3 separate regions of the Mus musculus genome follow, and regions 2 and 3 are each linked to region 1. Evidence: chromatin contacts called from public Hi-C data. All regions are on one chromosome and are shown on one strand. Each heading gives the region's core, a stretch centred on a gene start, on an enhancer-like site or on the middle of the called end of the contact. The rest is flanking DNA. Distances are from core to core; before and after follow the strand shown.

The links. Hi-C and Micro-C count contacts between places; a contact is called where the count stands out from the background.
Region 2: a contact with region 1 is called in a Hi-C map of the N1E-115 cell line, with 4 times the contacts expected there. The contact joins two enhancer-like sites. A contact is called at or near these places in 1 of 39 promoter capture datasets (embryonic stem cells), 1 of 15 datasets of contacts at CTCF or cohesin (embryonic stem cells), 8 of 484 Hi-C or Micro-C datasets (the N1E-115 cell line, embryonic stem cells and reprogramming fibroblasts), 2 of 115 datasets of contacts at active chromatin or transcription factors (embryonic limb bud and stem cell-derived neural progenitor cells) and 3 of 9 other capture datasets (adipose tissue, liver and pancreatic islet).
Region 3: a contact with region 1 is called in a Hi-C map of the N1E-115 cell line, with 1.7 times the contacts expected there. The contact joins two enhancer-like sites. A contact is called at or near these places in 2 of 484 Hi-C or Micro-C datasets (the N1E-115 cell line and embryonic stem cells).

Annotation. Positions count from the first base shown.
Region 1 is chr13:55,846,482-55,849,911 of GRCm38.p6, forward strand. No RefSeq gene overlaps it. Among named protein-coding and RNA genes, the nearest start is that of Pitx1, 17 kb to the left of the region's middle. Within about 2 kb of position 1,555, at least 24 of the 459 cell types and tissues checked have an H3K27ac peak or open chromatin away from gene starts, as enhancers often do. A contact at or near this core is called in the N1E-115 cell line, where this site is marked.
Region 2 is chr13:55,671,629-55,675,058 of GRCm38.p6, forward strand. It overlaps Ddx46 (DEAD box helicase 46), which reads left to right. Exons shown (of 23, transcript NM_001282055.1): 19 at 2,313-2,489. Among named protein-coding and RNA genes, the nearest start is that of B230219D22Rik, 20 kb to the right of the region's middle. Within about 2 kb of position 1,538, at least 13 of the 459 cell types and tissues checked have an H3K27ac peak or open chromatin away from gene starts, as enhancers often do. A contact at or near this core is called in the N1E-115 cell line, where this site is marked.
Region 3 is chr13:56,009,183-56,012,612 of GRCm38.p6, forward strand. No RefSeq gene overlaps it. Among named protein-coding and RNA genes, the nearest start is that of Gm31542, 100 kb to the left of the region's middle. Within about 2 kb of position 1,484, at least 21 of the 459 cell types and tissues checked have an H3K27ac peak or open chromatin away from gene starts, as enhancers often do. A contact at or near this core is called in the N1E-115 cell line, where this site is marked.

The DNA of each region.
Region 1 (3,430 bases), core at 305-2,804:
GAAAACCTGAGGGTACAGCCAGTCTGGGAAGATGAACTGTGATTTCTAGAATCATCCACTATGAAGACCAGGCCTGTTCACTGAGTTTCTTGTGCAGTCCTGCTCCAAAAGGTAGGGACCATTTAACAGCAAGAGGGAGGGTCTGAAACTGAGACGTGGATTGCCTGATGTGAGAGACCCTTTCCCCATGCTTTTAACCACGATAACAATCTCAGTGCGCTAAGGTGTGATGATGACAAAGTGTTAGGTCCAACTGGAATTCTATCTCAGGCCCAGATGTGAGCACTGAGCTAGGCTGGGGTCCCTGAGACACCCTGCCTGCCTTTAGGGGGTTCTGGGACAAGGCATCCACGTCTTAATGGAATGGGCTCTGCTTTTGACTTCTCATGACTCCTCTCCCGTTAAGGTTTCCCGAGAGGGCCGGGATCTGCCTGTTTACTGCCACACTGAGGAATGTCTTGTCTACCCCAGATCTGGATGTTGGGGGTGGGGGAGACAGGGACACAACTGCCGGGACTGGAGGGGACACAGGCTATCTTGATCTCCAGATGAGGTTGTATCTGCTGGAGAAGTTGTTGGGGGAAGGCTTCTTGTCTGGGATCTTGCTTGCTCCCCCCTTCCGGCCCCTGATAAAGAGTCCCAAACACAGGGCTGTAAAGTTGGCCATAAAATCTGGGGAAGAAATGCTGGTGCAGCTGGCTTATCAAAGCGCATCGCAGACTCCCGCCAGGGTCCCTACTTCAAGTTTATTTCTCCTCCTCTGCTTTCTTTCAGAAGGTGTCTTGTAAACAGCTAAGAGGGTCATTTATAAATGTCCGCTGTCTCCCCCTGCTCAGCCCAGGCGTTGCTGCTGCTTTCTGCTGCTCCTGTTAGGTGTAGAGATGGCAGAGAGATGCTCCAGGCACCGAACCCTAGCGACCTCTGTCTGTCTCCCTCCTCCCAGGTGCTAGAAGAGATGAAGCGGTTTCTCACATCTCCACATCCCAAGGAGGGGTGAGTCTCCTCAAGGTAAGTGAGAGCAAACTCTTAGACTCTGGTCCTGCCTAGGGCCTCCCCAAATTTCTGATGTACTGATGGAGGTAGAGGGTGGAGCTGGCCTCATGGCTTAACTCACATGCGCGTCCAGAGTTTCCATATGGAGTGGACTGCAAGCAGAGCTGTTACATTGTATAAAACTCTTATCCCATGATTCCAGGCGACAGGGTTCTGCGAGGAAGCAGGCATGGAACCTGGAGTGCTCTCTTGGCTCTCTCTTCCTTGTTGGATAAAAGACAGCCAGCCTCTAATCTCAAGGGCAGCAGCAGTTCTTTCTGCAGGCAAGCACACTTCAAGATCTTACTGGATCTTTAGGCCGAGCAAGAGATGGATGTTTTACCGATAGAAGGGACAGAAGGCTGCCCATGACAGCCAGAGGGCACACAGCTGCTCGGCCTCTGTTGACCATGATACAGCTGAATTCACTCGTTGCCCCGCCCACTCTTCTCAGCCTGTTCCTTGTTGAGTTTCAAAGAGGCTCATGGGACATAATCTAAACACAGCCCTCAACACCCTGATCCCCCGCCCTCACCTCCTGACCTGTCAAGCCTGTAGCTTCACTATCAGGAGATGAAGCAGAGCAAGGTACTTCCCTGGCTTCGATTCCACTTCCGGTGATGGGAGGGGTGGTGGTGGCTGGGCTCCTGCCAGGGGCGCGGCATTGGACAGAGCCCCTCAAATGGTGAGGGGTAGGAGAGGAAGGCAGGGCCGAGAGGGCTCCAGATTCAGAAGGCGAGTGGGCCAAACTGGGAATGACCGAGGAAGGAGCCTCGCCTGAGTTCTGTTTTCTTGGCCTCAGCCCAGGGCCAGTTCTATAGCCGGCACGGGGTACAAACTAGCCAGTCTTCCTGGGCAGTAGCAACTGCAGCTGGTTTGACCAGAGTGCTCTCCTCTTTCTTGCCTGGCTTTTGTTCCGCATGTTTGTCTGCCCTGTCCCCACATAAAAGTGTTGTTCAGTCTTCCTTCTTGCCCCAGAAGGACTTGGAGGTTCTTGTCCACACAGGCTAGGGGCTTCGTCTAGACTTCTATCCTTGCAAGGTTTCCATGTGCAAAGCTGATTTCATTCTAGGGTCTGATCGTATGTGCAAACAACTTTCTGAGCATGGATTCCCTGTGTTCCAGGAAGACAGCCCTGGACTCCTCCGGGAGAAACAGGCTCTGTGAGGATGCCAGAGCGGCGGAGGAGCCCCTGTTCTCATCCAGGCTCCAACATCCCTTCTTGCTCTCCTTGCCCTTTCCTAGTCTAACTTGCCGTATAGGCTGCTGTGGCAGAGACCCAGACTGAGGTCATGTGGGGGAGGGCCTCCTGTCTGCCTGCTGCCTGTAATATATTTGAATTATCTCCGCAGATGAGCCCTGATTTAGCAAACAGTCTAGAGTAAACCTCAGCTCAAAGACAAATACAATTGACACTGGGCTTGAGTGGTTCAAAGGTTATTGGCACAAAGCTGTCGGCTTTGTTTAACCGAGGGGCTGTATTTATGACGGCGATTCTGTAGTGCCATCCATAACTTGCCAGAGTGAGGTGACGTAGTGAGCCCTGAGACAGCCTATTTACACTGAGCTGAGCTGCTCTGCTGGGAAATGCAGAGGCAATTCCGTTGGGAGCAAGTTGCTTTATGGGACGCTAGCTCGGGGCTGGTGTTAGCATTTGGGATACCAGTTAACCTTGCTGGGGATGGTTAGTCCCTTCTAAGGGGATTGCTTCCTGGGGACATGTACAATAGAGTGAGTGGGAGGAGGGGCATGCAAGGGAGAGAGGAGGGGAGAGGTCCTTTGGGGAAGGTTTGCACGTGTTGATCCGGGTATTTCACTTTGACCCACAGTTAAGGCCCACAGACCCTGGAGTGGGAGTCACCCTGAGTCCCTGGGTCCTGGGACACAATTGTTGCTTGTCTTTCCTGTGTGCTGAGCTAGTTCATGGAGAAGGAACCATGACTCAGTTTTATACTGAAAGAGAGAAATGGGCTTGCAGTGTTGGGCAAGCAAGTTCTACATATATTAAATTCTCTCGGAGGGTGATTGTCCCAGGATCAAACGAGCAAACTGGCCGTAGGAGCCATGGCCTGATCTGACAGACAGAGGTAGACAGGGTGACTTCAAAGTCTAGCCTCTGGTGTGGCTCTTGGGGGAGGGTAGGCAGTTCATATATGCTAAGGGTCTTGTTGTGTGCTTCTTGTATGAACCATGCCTTACAGTGCCTGGAACCAAGGAAACCATCATAGCTGTGGACAAGGTCTCTGCTCATAGATGCTCGCTGATTATATAAATATCACAAAGCAGGGTGAGCATAAAGGCTAACAATGGTAGATTTTACAACATTAATTATGGCCCAGTAACAAAATAGAATATTATAGAATATTCTACATTGTTTCCCATTGATGTATGCCACTAA
Region 2 (3,430 bases), core at 288-2,787, 170 kb before region 1:
CCCACACACAGGTAGAATTATAAAAAGTTAACAGTGTCAAAAGCAAACTTTGAACTTGTACCATATACACTCCTCATTTCTGATCTTACATATTTAGATTTTTAATAGCGTATATGCTATTTAAGTTAAACCAGCCTCACTCAGTTAAATGTTCACTTCAACAAGTACCCTCACTGATTTCTTTTTTAAAAAGAAGCTAGCAGCTGCCAGGCGTGGTGGCACACTCCTTTAATCCCAGCACTGGGGAGGCAGAGGCAGAGGGATCTCTTGAGTTCGAGGCCAGCCTGTTCTACAGAGTGAGTTCCAGGACAGCCAGCGCTACACAGAGAAACCCTGTCTTGAAAAACCAAAAAAAAAAGAAGCTAAATGCAGACCATTTCATTGGAGAAGACAGCCACAACATCTGAGCTGCTCTGAAGAGGGCAGCTCTGCGACCTCCGTCATGGTGCCTCAGCTCATTGTGGGCAAAGCTGGTTTTTGTTTTGTCCTTTGTGTTTTTGTAGTTCTGTTCTATTAACTTGATGGGGTGTGTGCGTGCGTGTGTGCGTGCGTGTGTATGCGTGCGCGCACCGTGGCATGTATGCGAAAGTCGGAAAACAGTGTGGTTGACTCAGTTCTCTCCTTTCCTGTAGATCCTGGAGCTCAGGCTCAGGTCACCAGGTTTCTTTTTTGTTTGTTTGTTTGGTGGGGGTTTTTTTGGTTTTGGTTTTGGTTTTTTTTTTTTTTTTTTGGTTTGGTTTGGTTTTGTTTTGTTTTTGTTTTCAAGACAAGGTTTCTCTATGTAGCCCTGTCTGCCTTCTGAGTGCTGGGATTAAAGGCATGCACCACCACGGCCCTGCTAGATCACCAGGTTTCATGGCAAGTGCCTTCACCCCTCTGAGCCACCTCACCAAGCCCTGTTGAAAGACATCCTTTAAAACAAAAGACGTGCCAGGCGTGGTGGTGCACGCCTTTAATCCCAGCACTCAGGAGGCAGAGGCAGGCAGATTCTGAGTTCGAGGCCAGCCTGGTCTACAAAGTGAGTTCCAGAACAGCCAGGGCTATACAGATAAACCCTGTCTCAAAAAACAAAAACAAACAAACAAAACAAAAGATGTGGAAGCTGGAGAGATGACTTGGAGAAGGCGCTTGCCATGTAACCCTGGCCACTTTTGAGTTCTCTCCCCAGAACCCATGTAAGGATGGGAGGAAAAGCCAGCTCCACCATGTGTCCTTTGAGACGCACACACCCACACATCAATAGCAAGCGATCTGTCGTTTCCTGTTTTGGTGAGAGTATAGCTAAGTATCTATGGTTCGCATGACTTCTGAGAATTGAAGGCTTCACTGTTGCTCTTGCTCATAGGGAAGCCAGTCTTCATTTCCTTATCCCTGTCTTTGTTTATTTGTTGGACTGGGAGTTGTTACGTAGCCTGCCCTGGCCTCCCAACTGGTGATCCTCCTGTCCCAGTCTCTGGAGTGCTGGGATTAGAAGTACATGCCACTACATCAACCCATTTTTCTTCATTCAAAAAAATAGGCCAGGGATGTGGCTCAGTTGGTAGAGTGGTTGCTGGTCTGATCTCTAGCAGTGAACTGAGTGCGGTGATGCAAGCCTGTATCCCCGGTAGCCCCTGCACTTGGAAGACGGGGCAGGAGAGTCAAAGGTCAAGATCTGGGCTGCAGAGGTGACTGGTTTAAAGCACTTACTGCTCTTCCAGAGGGCCCGGGTTAATCCCAGCATCCACATGGTGGCTCACAAGCATCACTAATCATGGTCCCTGGGGATCCTACGTCCTCTTCTGACCTCGTCAGGCCCCAACCATGTGAAATACACCAGGCATGGTGCACAGACATATAAGCCCTCAAAACTCACATAAATACAATGTACAAAAAAAATTTGTTTTGTTTTCCGAGACAGGGTTTCTCTGTGTAGCCCAGCCCTTGCTGTCCTGGAACTCACTCTGTAGACCAGGCTGGCCTCAAACTCAGAAATTTGCCTGCCTCTGCCTCCCAAGTGCTGGGATTAAAGGCGTGCGCCACCACCGCCCAGCTCAGTTAGTATTTCTTTTTTTTTAAATATTATTATTTATATATTTATTATAAATTATTATATGTAAGTACACTGTAGCCGTCCTCAGACACCACAGAAGAGGGTGTCAGATCTTGTTACGGGTGGTTGTAAGCCACCATGTGGTTGCTGGGATTTGAACTCAGGACCTCTGGAAGAGTAGTTGGGTGCTCTTACCCACTGAGCCATCTCGCCAGCCCTCGGTTAGTATTTCTAATGCGGTGTTTACTAATCCTTGATTTGTTTTTCTCTCCTGTCCTAGATTGATGAACAGATTGAAAGCATGTTTAATTCAAAGAAGAGAGTAAAGGACATGGCTGCACCCGGCACATCCAGCGTGCCCGCGCCCACTGCAGGCAATGCTGAGAAGCTAGAAATCGCCAAGAGATTGGCTCTCAGAATCAACGCTCAGAAGAACCTGGGCATCGAGTCTCAGGTATTAAGTAATTTGTTCCGAGCCATTGCTGCTGTTGCCGTGAAGATCCAGAAATGGAAAGAGTCTTTTTCTTTTTTAAAAAGCAGGGTTTCTCACAGCCTAGGCTGGCCTTGCATTCTCTGGGTAGCCACGGGGGACTGTGAACTGCTTATCCTCCTGTCTACTTCCTACACACCAAGTTTACAAGTGTCCTGTGTGAAAGTGTGCTTCAGACACTGCTTTCTTTTTTGTTTGGTTGTTTTTTTTGTTTTTGTTTTTTGGTTTTTTTTTTTGAGACAGGGTTTCTCTGTGTAGCCCTGGCTATCCTGGAACTCACTTTGTAGACCAGGCTGGCCTCAAACTCAGAAATCTGTCTCTCTCTAACTCCCAAGTGCTGGGATTAAAGGCGTGCGCCACCACACCCGGCCAGACACTATTTCAATGTAGATCCTTTCCAGGAGTTAAATTGAGCACAAAAAAAAAGAATCCAATACAGGATTCTATGATACTTTCCTTCAGAAGATCTCTGTGTGCCTCTTTTAGAAAACCAATTAGTCATGTTAGCCATGCATGGCTTCTACGGAGCAGTGAGCATCCCGATCCACGGTGCCATGCATGGTTTACATGGAGCAGACAAGCATCCCCAGGCTCGAATCTGAAACTTTGCTTTGGTGACCTGATGCTGAACATGTGTCTTTCAAGCCCCAGTGCTAGGATCACGGCATGGCCCACCACTGTACTGCATGCTTTCAATTGATAATGTCTGTGCAAATATTCTAAAATTTAAAAATTTAAAGCTCCTAAATGTTTCACTCCCCAAAAATTATGGATAAAAAAATCCAGTTTGTACTGCAGTTTTGTCTTACCAAAAAATGAAAAAATTTAATTACTTTTTTTTTCCTAATCTGTTTCATTGGGTGGGTTTTTCAGGTATAGCAACAATTTCCTTGATATATGAACACCTA
Region 3 (3,430 bases), core at 234-2,733, 160 kb after region 1:
TTCTGTAAAGACTTTTTCTAAATACATTCACATTCACAAACCCTGGGGAAGCATACATTTACTGGGGGGAGGTGGGGCATTCTGCTCACTGTGCCACAAAGCAACACGGGAATATTTTTTCTTCAGAGAGAGAGGTTGTAGGTTCTTTCTCACCTCAGAACGAGAGAATTAATGGTAGAACAAGTTCCAGAATAGCTTGGGCTTCAGCTGCAGAGTTTTTCTCTAACTGGAGACTTGGCTCAGGTTAGAACCATGGTCAGGGGCACGTGGGCATCCAACAGGGCCTGTCACCAGGACACTGTGACCCTAGCCCATTCACAGGATGTTCCCACATACTATCGTCCAGCCAGCAGAACCTTATACATTTCTGGTGTGATAACCACTACTCTGGCAGGGTGCTTCAGGTTTTGAAATAGTCTCTGCAGCTGCTGAGCTAAAAGGGCTTGAGTTTTAAATGCTATTGGAGTTTAATTAAATTTCAATGTAATCAGATCTAAGTGGCCAGCGGGGGCCATGTTGGACAGCAGAGCTCCGGAGTTTTCTTGGTTTGACCTTCTCTCCTTGTCTGGTCTTCATTTTATTATTGAAAATAGATTTCGTCATAGAGAGCTAAAATGACTCTTTAGCTTTTTATGTGCGTAATGTTTAGAGTTTTAACTTTTGGCTGGGAGACAGAGGCCAGATGGCGTTGGCTAGCTTTAGGCCCAGCAGGAGAGAGAACAGCGTCTCCTCCAGGTGACAAGAGGAAAGACGCTTTCCTTTGGAGACCTTGGCCTCCTCCAATATTGCCCAAGTTAATCCAATCCAGAGGATGCCCGGTGGGGCAGGGTGAATCTGGAGTCCTGGCAGCAAGATGGCAGCCTGGCAAACTTCTTACATGAAAAGGCATTAGCAAGAGCTTGTCTACACCTGGGCCTACTGTATATGACTGGGGTCCTCCCTGCAGCCCCCCACAGCTCCTTGAGATTTGCAAGGTGAAATCTGCGTATTGCAAAGCTCTCTCCCCCCACATGGCTTCTTGTCTCTGCTTCCACAGATGTGTAACACCGTCTTGTTTTAGAATACTGTGTTTATTTTTCCCACCGTTGAGATGCCATCTTACATAAGCCTCCATTTATTCCCATGCCTGCTTGCTTTTGAACCTTCTGAATGAAACACTGCCTGAATGAGGTAGCAGGTACTGGAATGGCTGTTTGGGATTCAAGCTTTGGCTACCCTCTTTTCTCTCTCTGCTGTCCCCCTAGCACATGCATGTCGGCTCCCAAAGCTTCAGAGCGTCTGCTTGCTTATCTCTGCTTATGGTCAACAGACTGGAGTCTCGCTCCAAAAGGGAGCAAGGTCCTGCCCCGGGTTTCTACCTGTCCAGATGAGAGGCTCAGCCCTGCTCTGGAGAGAGTGGTGTGGGAGGGCTGGCTGCTGTCCAGGGTCAGGGAAGAGTGTGCTGCTTGCATGTAAGACACAAATGAGGGATTTAGAGGCATGAAGCTGGTAGGTGTTGCTAGGCAACCTTTCCGTGGGGCCTGGAGGTAATACAATCCCAGGAGCAGCCTGGTAGCAAGGCCTCTTAAGGACAAACGGGACCTTCACTGCCAGTATCTTCCCAGAGGTGGATGGGGCAGGAAAGGTCAGCAGAGCCTTCCATCGCCAAAGCTGTGGGAAAGCTGCTTCCATGGCTCCTTCACAGGCCAGGCTCTCTTCGCTCTTCTTACTTGTGCCCCACTTCACACAGAATAGGATCGGAAGCGGTCCGAGAAATACACGCGCTGTATTAGGACAGACACTGAATAAGAAAACACCGGGACGAGGAAAAAGGAAGCTAAGCCAAGGGTTCCCTGCCAGGGAAGTTATCGGTATGTGTCTGTAGATCTGTGAACATGATGAGGAAGGGCAATATCAAGGTAGCCATGCCTCCTGCCCTGCGGTATGGTAAACGCCGAGGGCACATGCTCCTGGTGGAACAAGGCTGTAAGTTAGACTCTGATCCTCCTAGCAGCCAGCAAGAGGGAGTGCAATTATGAGAGGCTAGGCGTGTCAACAAGGCTGTATTGGGAACAACACAACAGTGGCCTTGTCCTCTTGTCTCAATGTATGTACCCTGCATAGGGTTCCCCAGATCCCCAGCAGCCTCATTTCCAGGCTAAGGTCATGGTGTCAGCCTAAATATCCAGGTGGGCTGCTTACTGTGAGGAGTTTCCGCCCTCTTTGGTGTAGCCCATGCACCTTGTGCTCTAGGCGAGAGCATTTTCAGCATTTAGAATGCACTTTGTTCTCCTGACTTACTGTTAGAGCCCTGGGTGTATTTTAGTGTGAGTTCTTTATTGATAGCATCTCATTCAATTCTTTCAGCCACACTGTGAGCTTGCCTTCTCTTAGCCATTGTCAACCTGACACAGACTGGGGTCACCTTAGGATGAAGTCTTAATGGGAAGATTGCCTAAATCAGACTGCCCTATGTGTATGCCCGTGGGGATTGTCTTGATTGTTGTCAAAATAGGACGACTCAATCCACTGTGGGCGGCACCATTCCCTGGCTAGGTGGTCCTGAGAAGTAGAGCTGGCTGAAGGTGAGCCCGTGAGAAAGTTAGTGAGCCAGCCATCAGGCAGTATTCCTATGTGGTTTCTACCTCCCGCTCTTCCTTGAGTTCCCACCCCAGTTCCCCTCAGTGATGAACTTGAACTTGAAAGGAGCCAAATAAACCCTTTCCTCCTTGCAAGTTGCTTTCTGTCAGAGTGCTTCATCACAGCAAGAGAAAGGAAGCAAGAACAGGCATGTGACAACTAAAGGAAGCAGAGATAGAGGGAGAGACTGCTGAGTAATTAATTCAGGTCCTACAGCAGCACAATCTACTGTTTCTGCCCCATTGTTAGGAGTTCTGTATGGGATCCTGCCTTGCTAGCAGACCCATAAAGTATTTGATCCTCTAGCTGCTGGCATCTCAGTGGGAGGCACGTTGTAATTATTGCTTACTTCAGCGAAGGGGTAGGACCGTCTCTTCACCCCATGGAGATAGGATGAGCAGACACTGGCATCCCACGGCTACCCTTTTGATTACGTCTTGACTGACTCATTCAACCAGTATTTTCTGGGTACATTGGTTGCTAAGTGGTGCCCTTTAGCATCCCTGACCTCAGGAGACTCAGAGTGAAGCTGAAGAGGGTAAGAGAACCAGTTAACAGCAGCAAAAATAAGGATGCCAGCAGGTCACATAAATCCAGACCCTATGCTGTGTCATATGTCCTGGACCCCCAAGTCCTTCTTAGCACTCACCCATGGGCTTACTCTAAGTGTTTCAAGCCCACCAAGAGCCCAGAATGCAATGTTCCTTTGCAGAAGTTATCCAAACACAAGCAAGAACAACCTCCTTTTTCTTGTTCCTAGAGGTGAATGTCTATTCATATGGCCTAAGTTTGTAATCCTGGAAGGGCTAGC